Linked DNA regions of Mus musculus: region 1 is linked to region 2. A link is a contact called in public Micro-C data. All regions are on one chromosome and are shown on one strand. Each heading gives the region's core, a stretch centred on a gene start, on an enhancer-like site or on the middle of the called end of the contact. The rest is flanking DNA. Distances are from core to core; before and after follow the strand shown.

Region 1 (6,830 bases), core at 1,882-4,381, 110 kb after region 2:
TTCAAAGAAACGCACTGGAGCAGTCTACCCTGAGGAAGATGAGCGGACTCAAGAGTGAGGCTCTATGTGCTGAATCTAATTCTACATGCCACATTTCCCAAACAAAGTTTCTCGTGTTTCAGTTTCCCAGAAAGATGACTGCAGTTACGTGGGAAAGAAAACTTACCTATTTCCACTCACTGGGCCAGCACCAGCCACTGGAGGTCACGTGGCTTTAATTTGTATGGAGACACTGCAGGAACCCAGAGCAAAGCTGTTGAGTGGATACATTAATAAAAGAAAGTGAACCCATGAATGAACCCTTGAGTTACACAAAGCTAAGTGGGTTCTTTGTATCAAGTTCCCCAGAAACGAATTCTTGGTGAGGACTTTATAAATGTATAAAAGAAAAGCTTCCCCCACAGAAGCCAGAAGAACAAAGACAGGGAAAGCAAAAGCCAAGACAGAGCAAGTTGTTGTTGTTGTTGTTGTTGTTGTTGTTGTTGTTGGTGGTGGTGGTGGTGGTGGTGGTGGTGGTGGTAGGGACTCTGAGCCTTAAAGTACATTACAGGCTTGAACCACGTCAAGGCAAGGGTCTTAGTATACAAGACCCTCTTGGCATGAGCTTCCTAGAGCTGTGAGCTCTTAAGTCTCTTAGGCTTTCTGGGCACTTGGCACTTCTGCGAGGGGTATGGAGGCTTGGGGCTGGTAGGAAGAAGTGTGAGGTCCCCCAAAAACCAGCTACTCACTAGCAATTCTTGCTTCTCCAAGTATTTAGTATGTACACCCGTAAGGGACCCCAAATCAAATGCTCAGTGTTTGAAAAGATTAAAAGCTTTTGGCACATTTGTTTTGCTTTCATGGTTTCCCAAACCAGTATGTATGCATCTCTGTCTGTCTGTGTGCATCTCTGTGTGTCCGTATGTGTGTGTGTCTGTAATGTGTGTATCTGTATATCTGCGTGTATGTGTGTGTGCTTCTACTGTATATGTATGAAACACTGCTTCCATTTGGCTCTTATGTAAATATCTTAAGGAGATGTGATATTGTGTAAATGGGTGTAAGTTTGGCCATAATTCTCTGAGTTCTAGCACATTCTTGCTGCTTGTCTTGTATGTCAGTGATTTTAGATAGTGTGTGAGTGTGTGTGTGTGTGTGTGTGTGTGTGTGTGTGTGTGTATGTGTGTGTGTGTGTATGTGTGTGTGTGTGTCTGTGTGTGTGTGTCTGTGTGTGTGTGTCTGTGTGTGTGTGTGTGTCTGTGTGTGTGTGTGTGTGTGTGTGTGTGTGTGTGTGTGTGTGTGTGTGTGTGTGTGTGGTGTGTCTGGAACCTAAGTTCTCACTCATGGTGGACAAACGTTCTACCAAACAGCTCTGGCCCCAGCCACATATGCTTTTAAGAATGGGAAGCATTTAATGTCCCTTGGGTCAAATAAGAGGGAATCTTTTATAAAAAACAAAAAACAAAACAAAACCAAAAAAACCTTCTGTGTCATTTTGGTCTTGTGCTCCAGGGATCTGAAACATAGGTAGAACATCTGAATTAGTAACATGAAATGTACACGTCTCCCAAAACTTGTAAAAATTACGAAGAATTCAGAGAATCAGCTTTAAACACTTTCTTTCAAAATCCAGCAGAATCATAAATTCCATCACCTTTCCATCATTAGCAGCTAATAGCTAAGGCCAGGGACAGCTAAGGCCAGGGACAGCTAAGGCCAGGGACAGCTAAGACCAGGGATAGCTAAGGCCAGGGATAGCTAAGGCAAGGAATGCATTTTGGCTGCTTTTTCCAAAGAGCTGAAAATTTAGAAAGAATGCTCTAAATTTAAAGTAATTCCGTCTCAGGGCTGGGAATGGAAGTAAAAAGAAGCAGGGGTGAGAAAGGAAGGGGGACCTTTTATCCACGTCTCTGGGGCCAAATAGCTGGTCCATCATCCCTGAAGACCCGCAGGAATTGGTCCTCAAAAACTAAGGCAACTACTTAATTATATTTACTTTCAGTGACGGGGATTGACCTTAGTGCCAAAAGCATGCTAGGTCTCTGCTCTCTTTTGTTTATTTATTTATTTTTTAAATTGTAAGTAGGGTCTCACTTAAGTTGCTCTTGAACTCACTCTATAGCCCACGCAGGCCTTGAACTTGTGATCCTCCTGTCTGAGCCTCCAGAGTAGCGAGGATTGCTGAGTTTATGTTTTTTGACCTGAAAAATTTCTGAATTCAGATGAGAAGGAAATGCATCTTAGTTCCCCAAATACCAAGTGGTAGAGTAAGCCACTGAGTCCTATCGGATGGAATTCTGCAGATACAGAGCTGAGCTGGCCGACTGGATTTTCTTCATTTGTATTAGCAGCACAGCCAGAGCCACTCCGAACCCCTGTTCATCTCTCTGGTTGCAATAACCTTTTGAAGTGATTCTGAAAAATCCAACAGTGTACATGTTCTTGCTGGCCAAAGTCCCAGAAGAGATGATGGTTTTCAAATGTTTTCATTGTGTGTTGGAGTTAGTTCCTGTCCTGTAAGCAGACAATTGGCTCCGTGAGCTGATCTGCTTTCATTAGAGCTCTACCACTTGGAAGTCCAGAGTTTGAATTTACCCTGAATATTTAGTGGTGGCACAGGCCATTGGCCATGAAGCCATCAGTGACAGCTTTGAGGAAAAGGAGCCAATAACAAAGCCGGAAGGCAGAGACAGGGACCCCCAGCCCAAAGCCATTCGTCTTTACTTGATTTATTTCCATGCATCTTTCCACATGTGCGTGTGTGTGTGTGTGTGTGTGTGTGTGTGTGTGTGTGTTCGCGCGTGCGTGCGTGCACATTGTGCACATCTTTCTCTGCAGCATGTATCTCTCTTTCTCAGTGTCCTAGAATAGACTGAACTACTTCAGTTTAAACTTCCTGTGCACTCAACAATTCCTATTCGGTTGGGAACCTACATAGTCAAGAAAGAAAATTTCCACAAACCAAGAGCCATCCCACAGATGAGAGTGCTATGCTATATTATATCACAGCAGTGTTTGCTTTTAGACACTGGCTTTAGCACTAACTCAGCTCAGGATGCTAAAAATAATAGAAACCCTTAGCCGCCTCCTCCTCTGGTCAGTTTTCCATTTTCGGGTGTGTAGACTGCCCTCTAGTGGGCATCTATTGCAAATGTGGAGCCGAGTATGCTTGCTCCCCAAAGAAGACCAGGATTTATAAGACTGAACACAGAGCCTTTATCAAGTACCAGGCCGGGATGAACCAAGACCGTCTCTTGACATTTACTCCTCGTTCTGGTAAGTTGGTGTTCTCCAGTAGATTTTCTACAGTGATGTGAACACTCAGGTTCTGTGTCACCCGATATGTATTTCACTACGTCCTGAGGATTCAGGTTGGCTAGAGAGAATGAGGGAGGGGATTTATTTCACAAGAGGGAGCATTAAGCATCTGAGATCACACAGTGGTGCGGTGGTCCAGCAGTGAGTAGTCTCTTTCCACTGCTGTGCAATGGAGTCTTGGTCAAGTCCATGTTTTAATCACTTCCAAAGAAAACCCTAGGGCTCTTAAATCGTCACTCCTCACTTTCAGCTTCAGGTCAGTTCCTGGAAACCACCGATCTATATCTGGTCTCTCTGGCATATCTACTCAGGAAAATCTATATAAACGGAATAATCTGTGATGTGACCTCATGCATCTGGTTCACTTACCATTATATTTCACGTCTGTTCCCCCACCACCACCACCACACACACACACACACACACACACACACACACACACACACACACTGTAGCAAGTACCAATGCCTATCCCTCCTTGGCTGCGTATTTTTGTTTATGGGTGTAGTACATTCTGTCAGTTCATTCATTTAGTGATGGAAACTTGAGTCCTTTCCAGGGTTGGCTTATGTGACTAGTGAACTATGGACGTCCATGCATAGGAATCTGTTCCAGCACCCGTTGTCGTTCTTTTGAATTGAAATCCACATTGGAGTGGACTTGCTGGTATGTGTAAATGTCTTTTTCTTTAGGAGGATCCACCAAGCCTTTTTCTAATAAACTGAATATTTTACTTTCTACCGTTTTAAGTTCTTTTAAGTTCATTTATAAGTGTGTGTGTGTGTGTGTGTGTGTGTGTGTGTGTGTGTGTGTGTACTTACCTGAGTTTGTGTACCATGTGCGTGCAGTGGCAAGAAGAGGGAGCTGAATTTCCTAGAGCTATAGTTACACGTGGTTGTGAGCCACTATGTGGGTGCTGGGAACGGAAACCAGGTCTTCTGCAAGAGCACCAAGTGCTTAATCCCAGAGCCGCCTTTCTAGCGTCTTTTCTACCACTTCAACTAATGTCTACATTGCGATCAGACCCAAGGACTCAAAAGCACCCTGATTCTGTCTAAGGACTTGTTCTGGAGAAATGGCAGTAGAAGCCAGGCATCATGTAGCAACGTTGGATTTTTTTTTTTCCTGAGAGGTCCTGAGAGGCCATTGTGTGAAGCAGTACATGTGGAGGCTTAGCTTGTAATAGAGACTTGGGATGCTGGAGATGTTGAAATGGAAATATCTTCTGATTGTAGGCACCAAGTATAACCTGCCCAAGAGAAAGACCATGTGTGCCCGCCAGGAAGCATGGCTTTAACAAGCTCAATAAAACCCATGGGAGCTCACATCAGGCCAGCACAAGTCCAGGATATTGCCACCGAGCTAAGAACCTGGGTTTCCCCTACTAGATTGTCTGGTCTTGCTCGAATCTGATGTACCCTCATTGTTCTCTTTAGGGACAGGTGTGTCTATTCTGTGCATTATGTATTAAAGTATGTAATGTAATAGAAAATTACAGGGGCTGGAAAGATGGCTCAGCTGTTAAGAGCACTGACTGTTCTTCCAGAGGTCCTGAGTTCAAGTCCCAGCAACCACATGGTGGCTCACAACCATCTGTAATGGGATCTGATACCCTCCTCTGGTATGTCTGAAGACAGCTACGGTATACTCATATACATAAAATAAATAAATCTTTAAAAAGAGAGAGAGAAAATTACAGGATCCCACAGCTAAGAGTTTTCATTGAGTCTCAAGAGACATTGGACTCTATTTGAAGTGGAGCCTTGATACATCATATATGACCTGTGTTATGATCACAAGTGCTTAAAATAGAACATTAAGTTTTGAGGAAGCATCTTGCTCATGGCGGGTTCGTTCACTCTTTCTCCCAGGTTCCTTATATTCTTCTCCCCTGAAGCAACACATTCCCATTCTCTCTGTTCTCTGAATGCTTTCTTGCATTTTAATTTATTTATTTGTGTGTGTGTATGTCTGCACCTGTGTGTATGCACCTATGAGTGTATGCACATGTGTGGGTGGGTGGGTGTGTGCTTATACATGTTCACGCACATGCCATGGCCCATGTGTGTAGGTCCAAGAGCAATTTGGGAAACATGCATCCTGGGTAATCAAACTCAGGTCCTCAGATGTGACAGCAAGCGCTGGCCCTCGTTGGATGGTTGGATGCGAGAGTCTGGGGTATTGCTGAGATACTATTTGTTGACATAGAAATGCACATGCTTTTCACAATTAGATGGTACCACAATTAGATGCTGAGAGGTTATCTGATTATGTGAAATCTGGCTGGTGGGAAAGGATGACTTTTTCTGAAACATATTCATTCTCACACTTTTATCAAGTGAATCACTCTGAAGGTGATGCAGTACTTACAGGAGGCAGAAGTTGCATGTTATTCCCCAGTAATCAATACTCAAAAGAGATAAGACCACATTAGACACATACTAATTCATTTTACTGTCCTCATGAGGACTGATTTGCATTCTTGAGGCTCTATCATTTTTTGGCACTTAGACCCACCTTGACCCAATGATTACCCAAGGACTCGTAACCTTTCGATTGACAAGATGGTTGTACGTGAAAGGGTGTTGCTTTACTTACTGTTCCCTACAGTAGCGGGCTCGGGTCCTCTCGGAGCCTTAGAGCCTGTGGCTGAGGCTGATAATTAGGCTTAATAATAAGGTTGGCTTAGGGGTTGGATAGCCAAATATGCAATCTGGAGAGTTCAAAAATTCACCGAGTGGCTGCCTCTCTGTTCTTCATTCCTGAATCAGCTTTCTCGGGTTACTGTCCTTTCGACCAAACAAAGTCATAATCACAGGGAAAGGATTTCAACCACACATCTGCTGGAGAACAAGCAAGACCATTCTATCCACCTGCATAATCAAAGCAGCTCCTAAATTACACAGGGCACAGTGATGACCTGGAATCCAACTACTGGAGCCATCATGCTGGAGGTCCATAACCCTTGGGGGCGGGGGGGAACCCAGAGTGACAGGAAAGATGCATTATGGGATGTGCTTAGGCCTCATCACCACCTCCTCACTCAGCTCAGAGACCCAGGTCAGAGCAGGTCTTTGCTCAGATGGACCCAAACCCAGGGCAGAAGGAGCGAGTGTTAAAGGAGAAGCAAGCAGGATGGTGATGTTTCTATGGGACACTCCACAGCTAAAGTTCAAATCGACCTCTGCACTGGAGTTCCCTGGTGATTCCCTATTGATATAATGATGATTGATATGTTTCCCTTCACAAAAAGAAGAGCTATGCAAATAGATTGTTTAGTGAGCACTGGGATCCTAGCTGTTTCCTCCCCCTATCTCCTTGCAGAGTAGCCATGGCTGGATTTAATGTAGGGTACATTTTTTCGAGAGAACTCTATTTTTATGGCTTCCCCTTCACCTTCTAGAACCTGACTCCTGTGTTCTGGAAGAAGGGCAACCCACAGTTTTGGCGCTGATAGATATATCTTTCTCCGTGGTTTTCTGCCCAGTGAGACTTGCTTATCCCCCTACCCATGAGTGGTGCAGGCTGTAAGA
Region 2 (6,802 bases), core at 2,302-4,801:
GTTAGCAGAAGAGACCCAGCAGAAGTGACCAGCAACCCACAAATTTACCATCTCTGTCCTTAGCAAGGACATTAAGTTAATTTCAGTGCCATTTGTTAAGTTCATTTGCACTGCTGTGTGGACACTGACTGGTTTGTCTAATTAGCATAATGTCCTTATCGAATTGTAGCGTGTGTCGGAATCTCCTTCCCTTTTGAGATTGCACAACATTCCTTTGTAGATTTAGACCAATTTTTGTTTGTCTGTCCACCTGTTAATGGACACTGGTGTTGCTTTCAGATTTTATTACTGGCAACAATCCTGCTGTGAACACGGCTGTACCAACATCTCTTCTGAGCCTGTTTCCAGTTCTTTGGGGAATTATGTCCAGTAAGAGACTTTTGGGATCATATGGTACTTCTCCTTGGAGTTTTTTTTTTTTTTTTTTTGCAGGAATTTCCATAATTCATCTAGCAGCGGCTGCACCACCTCACACACCTGGCAACAGAGCACAGGGGTTCCAAGCTCACATCTTTGTGAACACTTGTCTTTTCTATCTTTTTATTAGTAGCTATCCTAATGGGCCTGTCTGGCATCTTTCGGGTTTGATGCAAGTGAGAGAGCTGAATGAACAGGTGCGAGATAATTGAAGAATTTAATTAATAAAGGAAGGTTTAAAAATAGAAGGGTGAAAATAAAAACCATCAAGAAACAAGGACCGTGCCGCATGTACTGGGTCAGATTTGCCCTTAGGGAGCCCTCAAGGCTCCCCAAGTCTACCTGGAAAGGGCAGCCTTCGGGAGGGATGCTGGCGCGAAGAGCAGGACCCGCTGTCCATCACCCTCTCTGGAGAGCAACAGATATCAAAGCCTGACTTCTCTCTCATTCTCTCAAACTAAACAGTTTTTGTTTCGTTTTATTTTTGTGGTGCAAGAGTTTGAACCTGAAACCCTGCACAGGCGGTGGCTTTACCATTGAGCAACACCCTCACTTGTACATAGAGCTCAGATGTCGTGCAAGATGACACCTGCTTTGAGGTCCATGAACTAAAGGCCTTCTGGAAACCCAAATAACTCAGAGCTGTTTTTTCTTTCTACCTGAAAATGCCCTCAGCAACAGCCCTTGGTTTTCATGTCTCCGTGAGGATTTTCACCCAACCTGCCAAGGCGCTAGTGGCTTTGCAACACCCTTCTTTGTCTTCAAGGTATATTTAGTTCCTTTTACAGTACTGTTGCTATCTGCTAATTCTATGAGGAACCATTGAGTTGTGACAATATTATTTTATTCTTTCTTCTTTTTTTGATGCACAGCACAATAGAAATCATGAGTGACAAGTGACAGTGGTCAGGGTAAACAGGACTCATGGAGCTCTCGGTGTCGCCCCCTGCTGGGATCCCAGGATCTTTCCCATCAAAGCATCATTCATAATATCCTGTCCTTCCTAATGCAACACACACACACACACACACACACACACACACACACACACACACGAGAGAGAGAGAGAGAGAGAGAGAGAGAGAGAGAGAGAGAGAGAGAGAGAGAGGGAGAGAGAGAGAGAGAGAGAGAGAGAGAGAGAGAGAGAGAGAGAGAGAGAGAGAGAGAGAGAACGCACCCAGGAAACATATATTCCCTTTAAGAATATATATTGGACTGGCCTGGTGCCATGCTGCTAAGCCAAAACTTGTGGAAGAATGGGAATCTGTGCCCAGAATATCAGCTAAAAATATCTCTTCCTCCACCCTCTGTTGTTTGGTGGGTGTGCTTAAGAGCAGCCAAAGAGGCTAATGAGGATAAAGAGAAAGGAAAACTGGCGTTTTCAAAGGAAACCAAACCTTCATTCCTCCAGAAGAAAACATATACTTTCCATATGTCTGTTTTATGTTTCTTGATGTTTTACCATGCCTCTGTGACAATATGGAAAGTGTATACTCTAAGTCCTGCCACCTTGGCTTGGGTTATTGGAACCCACACTTATACCACACTGTTTTGCTCTAGAGCCTGGTTTCATAGACAAATTTGGCAAGGAAGTAAAGAGGGAGGGGAGGAAAGAGAGGTCCACTGTCCTACCCTATGTCTGCTCATTTAGCTTCTCACCTCCCCCCCTCCATTTTAGAAGCCTGAGGGGAACCTTTCTACCTCAGCCAGCCTGTGGCATTGTAGCCTCATTCATTCTTGACTGCTGAGCCACAAGCGCTGGCCGGTCCTTTCAATAATCTTAGATTTCCTTGTGATCAAGCTCACTGCTCCTCCGGGATCATGGTTTCTTTCCCTTTATGAAGAGGATGACTGATCTCTCAGGGGAGGAGGTTAGGAGAGTATGGTAAGGCCATGCGTGTCTTGATACAAATCCAAACAAGGACCAGTGGTCTAAAAAGAAACAGTCAACTGACATCGGAAGTGACGCAGAGCAGAGGTCTGGTCCAAATATTTGCTAGATAATCTCAGTATTAACCAAATAGCAACCAGTGGCTCTGGTGGGCCAGCCATAGAGTTGATAACTTCCTGAACATATGCTAGGTCATAGGCAATGAATGTGGGTGCCATACAACAAGGGCTGGCTACTATCAATATTTGCTGTAGGCTATCACAGCCATAGTAGCCTGAATGAAATTCACCCCGTTTCCTCTCAAGGGCTGGGCTATTCATGTTTGCTTGTTGCTCTCCTTTCCAATAATGCGAAAGGCTTACTGAAGTTTAATTTAATTTGTTACAATAATGACGAATATAGACTTGAGATAATATTTGAGGCTCTGGTTCAAACTCAATGACCATCTTGAAATATATTACCTTAGACAAATATTTACATGGGTAGATATGCTAAATTGATTTCAATAAAGGAAACCAATAGCTATAGCTTATGGACAGCAGCTAACATGTGTCAGATTCTTTAGATGAGTTATCTCATTAAATCTGCAAAATATGTTGCATGACATAACATGATTGTATTTTTTTAATGGAAATTGGAGAGCCAAGAGATTCTGAAACTCATATTTGTAAAAAGAGAACCAAGTTTTGCATACATGTTGATTGGTCTTAGACCTGTAATTCCCCCCCCCCCCCTTACACACACACCTATTAAGTTTGGCTGACTGGAAAACACTCTTTTTGAGAACAAGAAAGATATGCGTGGTCTATAATTTCAAGGTAAATCTATTCATTCATTGCCAGAGGTCTTTTGAGATGCAAAGAGTACACCTATTTCTTAGTAAGGCCTCCCGGAGCTTCTGGGTTACAGACATCACCGTTAACAGTCCTTTCTCTCATTCACTCATCCCATTGTATGGTCCTCTGCCCAGTTCCCCAGGAGTCACCAGGAGACAGAAACTCTGATTGGCTCTGCCAGCCACTTATTGTTTTCCATTTTTTCACCACTGTGGAGTCTTAAGACCGTCTCCTATGGATGATCTCGCCATGTCTATTGTCTCTGCAGACTTTCCCACCGCCTCAGGACCACGTGCCCCATTGCTTATTGTGGTGCTGTTGGCTCAGCCTCAAGGACAGAGACCTGGAGCCAGCTGACAAGGTTGCTTGTGTCACTTCTTCTAAGGCCACAAGCCATGCTTTTGGTTCCCAATACTTTTGAATACTCTTCTTTCACCATCTCTCCTTCAGTTTAGCCACATGCTCTCCCAGGCTCCCAGCAGCAGATTTTCCAGCAGACAGTTTTGGCTTATGGCCAATCCCTGTCTCTGCCTGGATGACCTCAGTTACCAAGTCAACATGGTACTTAATGAATGTTGCTATGCTGCCCCCTGGTGGAGAGGGTGGAAACAGAGCGGATTCCTGCCATTAAAGAACCACCTTAGACCCTTTCTCCTACTCCTGTCTTCTGCTTCCTAAACCGAAGGATTCAAACACCTCGTCAACTCAGGCCCAGTAGCACTATGGAAAGGCGTGTGACCTGCTATAGTCTAGTTTCCAAGGTTTGATTTGTTTTTGGTAAATTGGAGGAGGCTCAATGGGAATTCATGTCTTTTATGTTTATCTGGACCTCCATCCTCCTGTTTGTCTGTGTCCAGTTGCTTTGTGAGTCTGCCTTGAGGACTCTGCACCAAGGCTGATAAAGATCTTGTGCTTTCCAAACACACTTCTGGTTAAGCGTTGTCTGGAGTGCTGTCACGGGAGCTCGCTTTTTGTTCTTAGTTCAGTCAGGTCTTTGATAGCTTGTGAGTTTGCACAAGGTTGCCATACTCGGTGATTCCTGCATGTGAGAAGTTGTGTTATCAGCATGGAGGGTGTAAATGGGCACAAGAGGTATGTGGCTAGCGTAAGATAGAGCAGGGATGCAGGACATTGGAGGACACCGTAAGGGCTTGTGGCTAAACGTGCCAGACAAGCTGATCCTAAGAAACAAACTGAGCTGGCCATTCTCCTTACCTCCAGTGAGCCTTTCGTCAACTGTGCTGGATCTGGTGGGGGTTGTGCAAGTCCCCAAGTCAGAAATCTGAGAACAAACTGTGTGGTCCTTAGGCAGCTACATGAGTGTGGCTATTTCCATTTGTTGGTTAAACTCCACTCTCTCCAGACCCATCTCCACAGGGACACTGAGAAGTCCTGATTGAGTAGCTACCTGCACATCCCTTAATCAGATCAGGTTCGCATCTAAAATCAACTCTCTCAGTAAACCCAGGTGAGTCCTGTGAGGTTGGCTGCAGGGAAACTCTCTCTGAGCCTATCCCAGCAGGCAAGATCTCAGACCTGGCAGGCTTTCTTCACTCTCTCATACCATGCTTGGCATGTAAGCCGACAGTCAGGCCCTGCTTCTCCAGATCTGATTTTTTCTAAGGCCCTTACTTTGTTCAAAGCCTTAGTCCTCTACTAGCAGCTCCAAGCACCTCCCCACCCCAGGCTGCTTTCTAGAGGCTCATTCTTCCAGCCTGTGTCATTATGATTTGTCGTCTTCAAAAAAAAAATACAATTCTTGCTTTATATTTCATTTCCACTCCCTTTATCCATCACGAACATCATTATCACCACTGTAAAAAAAATTTTATTGAGAAGTTGTTGTGTGTCAAGAACTGATTCATTACTTTATTTTGCACAGATTGTGGGGTGTGTTTACACGTGGTGGTGGTGGTGGCGGGGGAGTCTGCTTATCATTCCCATTTTGCAGATGACTAAAGCGAGGGCTTCTGTTTTGATCAAGTTCCCAGAGCTAGTAAGGGGCATAGCAGCGGAGACTTAGTCTTGGATTTATCTGATAGATTCTGTTCCCTCTTTGAGGAACATGTGTGCTGAAAGTGGAGAAGAGACCTATGTGTTCTGCATTCCCAAGATTCTTTCCTGCAGAGCTGAGATGGCACGCGCCAAGTCAAGGTGGGAGTATGATGCTCTCTGTGAATCCGTAAAGTACCTCATACTTCTAACTCAAATACAGTGAAACGACAAACCCAACAAACAGCACAGTTCACAGCACTGGGTATCTGATAAAGATTCCCTCACCCCCTTCTGTGTCCCCCATAAGCTCCCTCTGCTTGGTCCACTGCTTGGGGGACTGATGTAGGTTCTAATAAGGATGCATCCTGTTTAGAGCGGCAGAGTGGTTTTTCCTTAGACCACACAGCAGATGCTGGTATTCACACGCCACCTTGGCAGGCCACCACTTTGCTACTGTAATGCCTAGGGTGCTAGAGTAAACCATTGCTTCTGAAGTTCTTTACTTTATGGTTGCTTCCAGCTTGTTACTTAGTAGTGCTTCAGTGTCAAGCTTTTATAGCTGTGCCTGAAACATTTTTTTTTGTCTCCATAGTTACAAGGCAGAAGACACAAGGCAGAAATGAGAATGAGTTAGGAGACTATCTGCTTTAGTGAATTTCAAACATGACTCAGGAGTAAAATATTATCTTCCAGACAACATCTTTTTTAGGCTATATAATACATACAGGCTTAGCATTTTTAAATAATAGATTGCATAATATATACAGTCTAGAAGATACTTACCTAGGGTATGCAGTTTTGATTTAACTGCTGTGTGTGTGTGTGCGCGCATGTGCATGTGTGCATGTGCATCTGTGTGTAAATGATACTGTGTAAAATATATTGTTTAAAGGGTTACCACGGCCAAACACTGTCAAACATTGTCTGGACACAGGGATTAGATACTGACATCTCAGGCTTCTCTGGCTGAGAACTGTGCTCTGAGAAGACACACTCTCCCGTTTCTCTCTGACTTTTAAGTCTTGGCATTATGTGGTGTTTAGGCAGAATGTACCATTAAGAAATGAAAGACAATACTCACTGATAAGTGGATATTAGCCCAGAAACTTAGAATACCCAAGATATAAGATACAATTTGCTAAACGCATGAAACTCAAGAAGAACGAAGACCAAAGTGTGGACACTTTGCCCCTTCTTAGAATTGGGAACAAAACACCCATGGAAGGAGTTACAGAGACAAAGTTTGGAGCTGTGACAAAAGGATGGACCATCTAGAGACTGCCATATCCAGGGATCCATCCCATAATCAGCTTCCAAACGCTGACACCATTGCATACACTAACAAGATTTTGCTGAAAGGACCCTGATATAGCTGTCTCTTGTGAGACTATGCCGGGGCCTAGCAAACACAGAAGTGGATGCTCACAGTCAGCTATTGGATGGATCACAGGGCCCCCAATGGAGGAGCTAGAGAAAGTACCCAAGGAGCTAAAGGGATCTGCAACCCTATAGGTGGAACAACATTATGAACTAACCAGTACCCCGGAGCTCTTGACTCTAGCTGCATATATAGCAGAAGATGGCCTAGTCGGCCCTCACTGGAAAGAGAGGCCCATTGGACTTGCAATCTTTATATGCCCCAGTACAGGGGAACGCCAGGGCC

What was found. Hi-C and Micro-C count contacts between places; a contact is called where the count stands out from the background.
Region 1: a contact with region 2 is called in a Micro-C map of the AtT-20 cell line, with 3 times the contacts expected there. The contact joins two enhancer-like sites. A contact is called at or near these places in 12 of 484 Hi-C or Micro-C datasets (the AtT-20 cell line, adipose-derived mesenchymal stem cells, cerebral cortex and 8 more).

What each region holds. Positions count from the first base shown.
Region 1 is chr1:167,893,365-167,900,194 of GRCm38.p6, forward strand. No RefSeq gene overlaps it. Among named protein-coding and RNA genes, the nearest start is that of Lmx1a, 210 kb to the left of the region's middle. Within about 2 kb of position 3,132, at least 3 of the 459 cell types and tissues checked have an H3K27ac peak or open chromatin away from gene starts, as enhancers often do. A contact at or near this core is called in the AtT-20 cell line, where this site is marked.
Region 2 is chr1:167,778,595-167,785,396 of GRCm38.p6, forward strand. The region is part of intron 2 of Lmx1a (LIM homeobox transcription factor 1 alpha); the gene reads left to right. Among named protein-coding and RNA genes, the nearest start is that of Lmx1a, 92 kb to the left of the region's middle. Within about 2 kb of position 3,552, at least 16 of the 459 cell types and tissues checked have an H3K27ac peak or open chromatin away from gene starts, as enhancers often do. A contact at or near this core is called in the AtT-20 cell line, where this site is marked.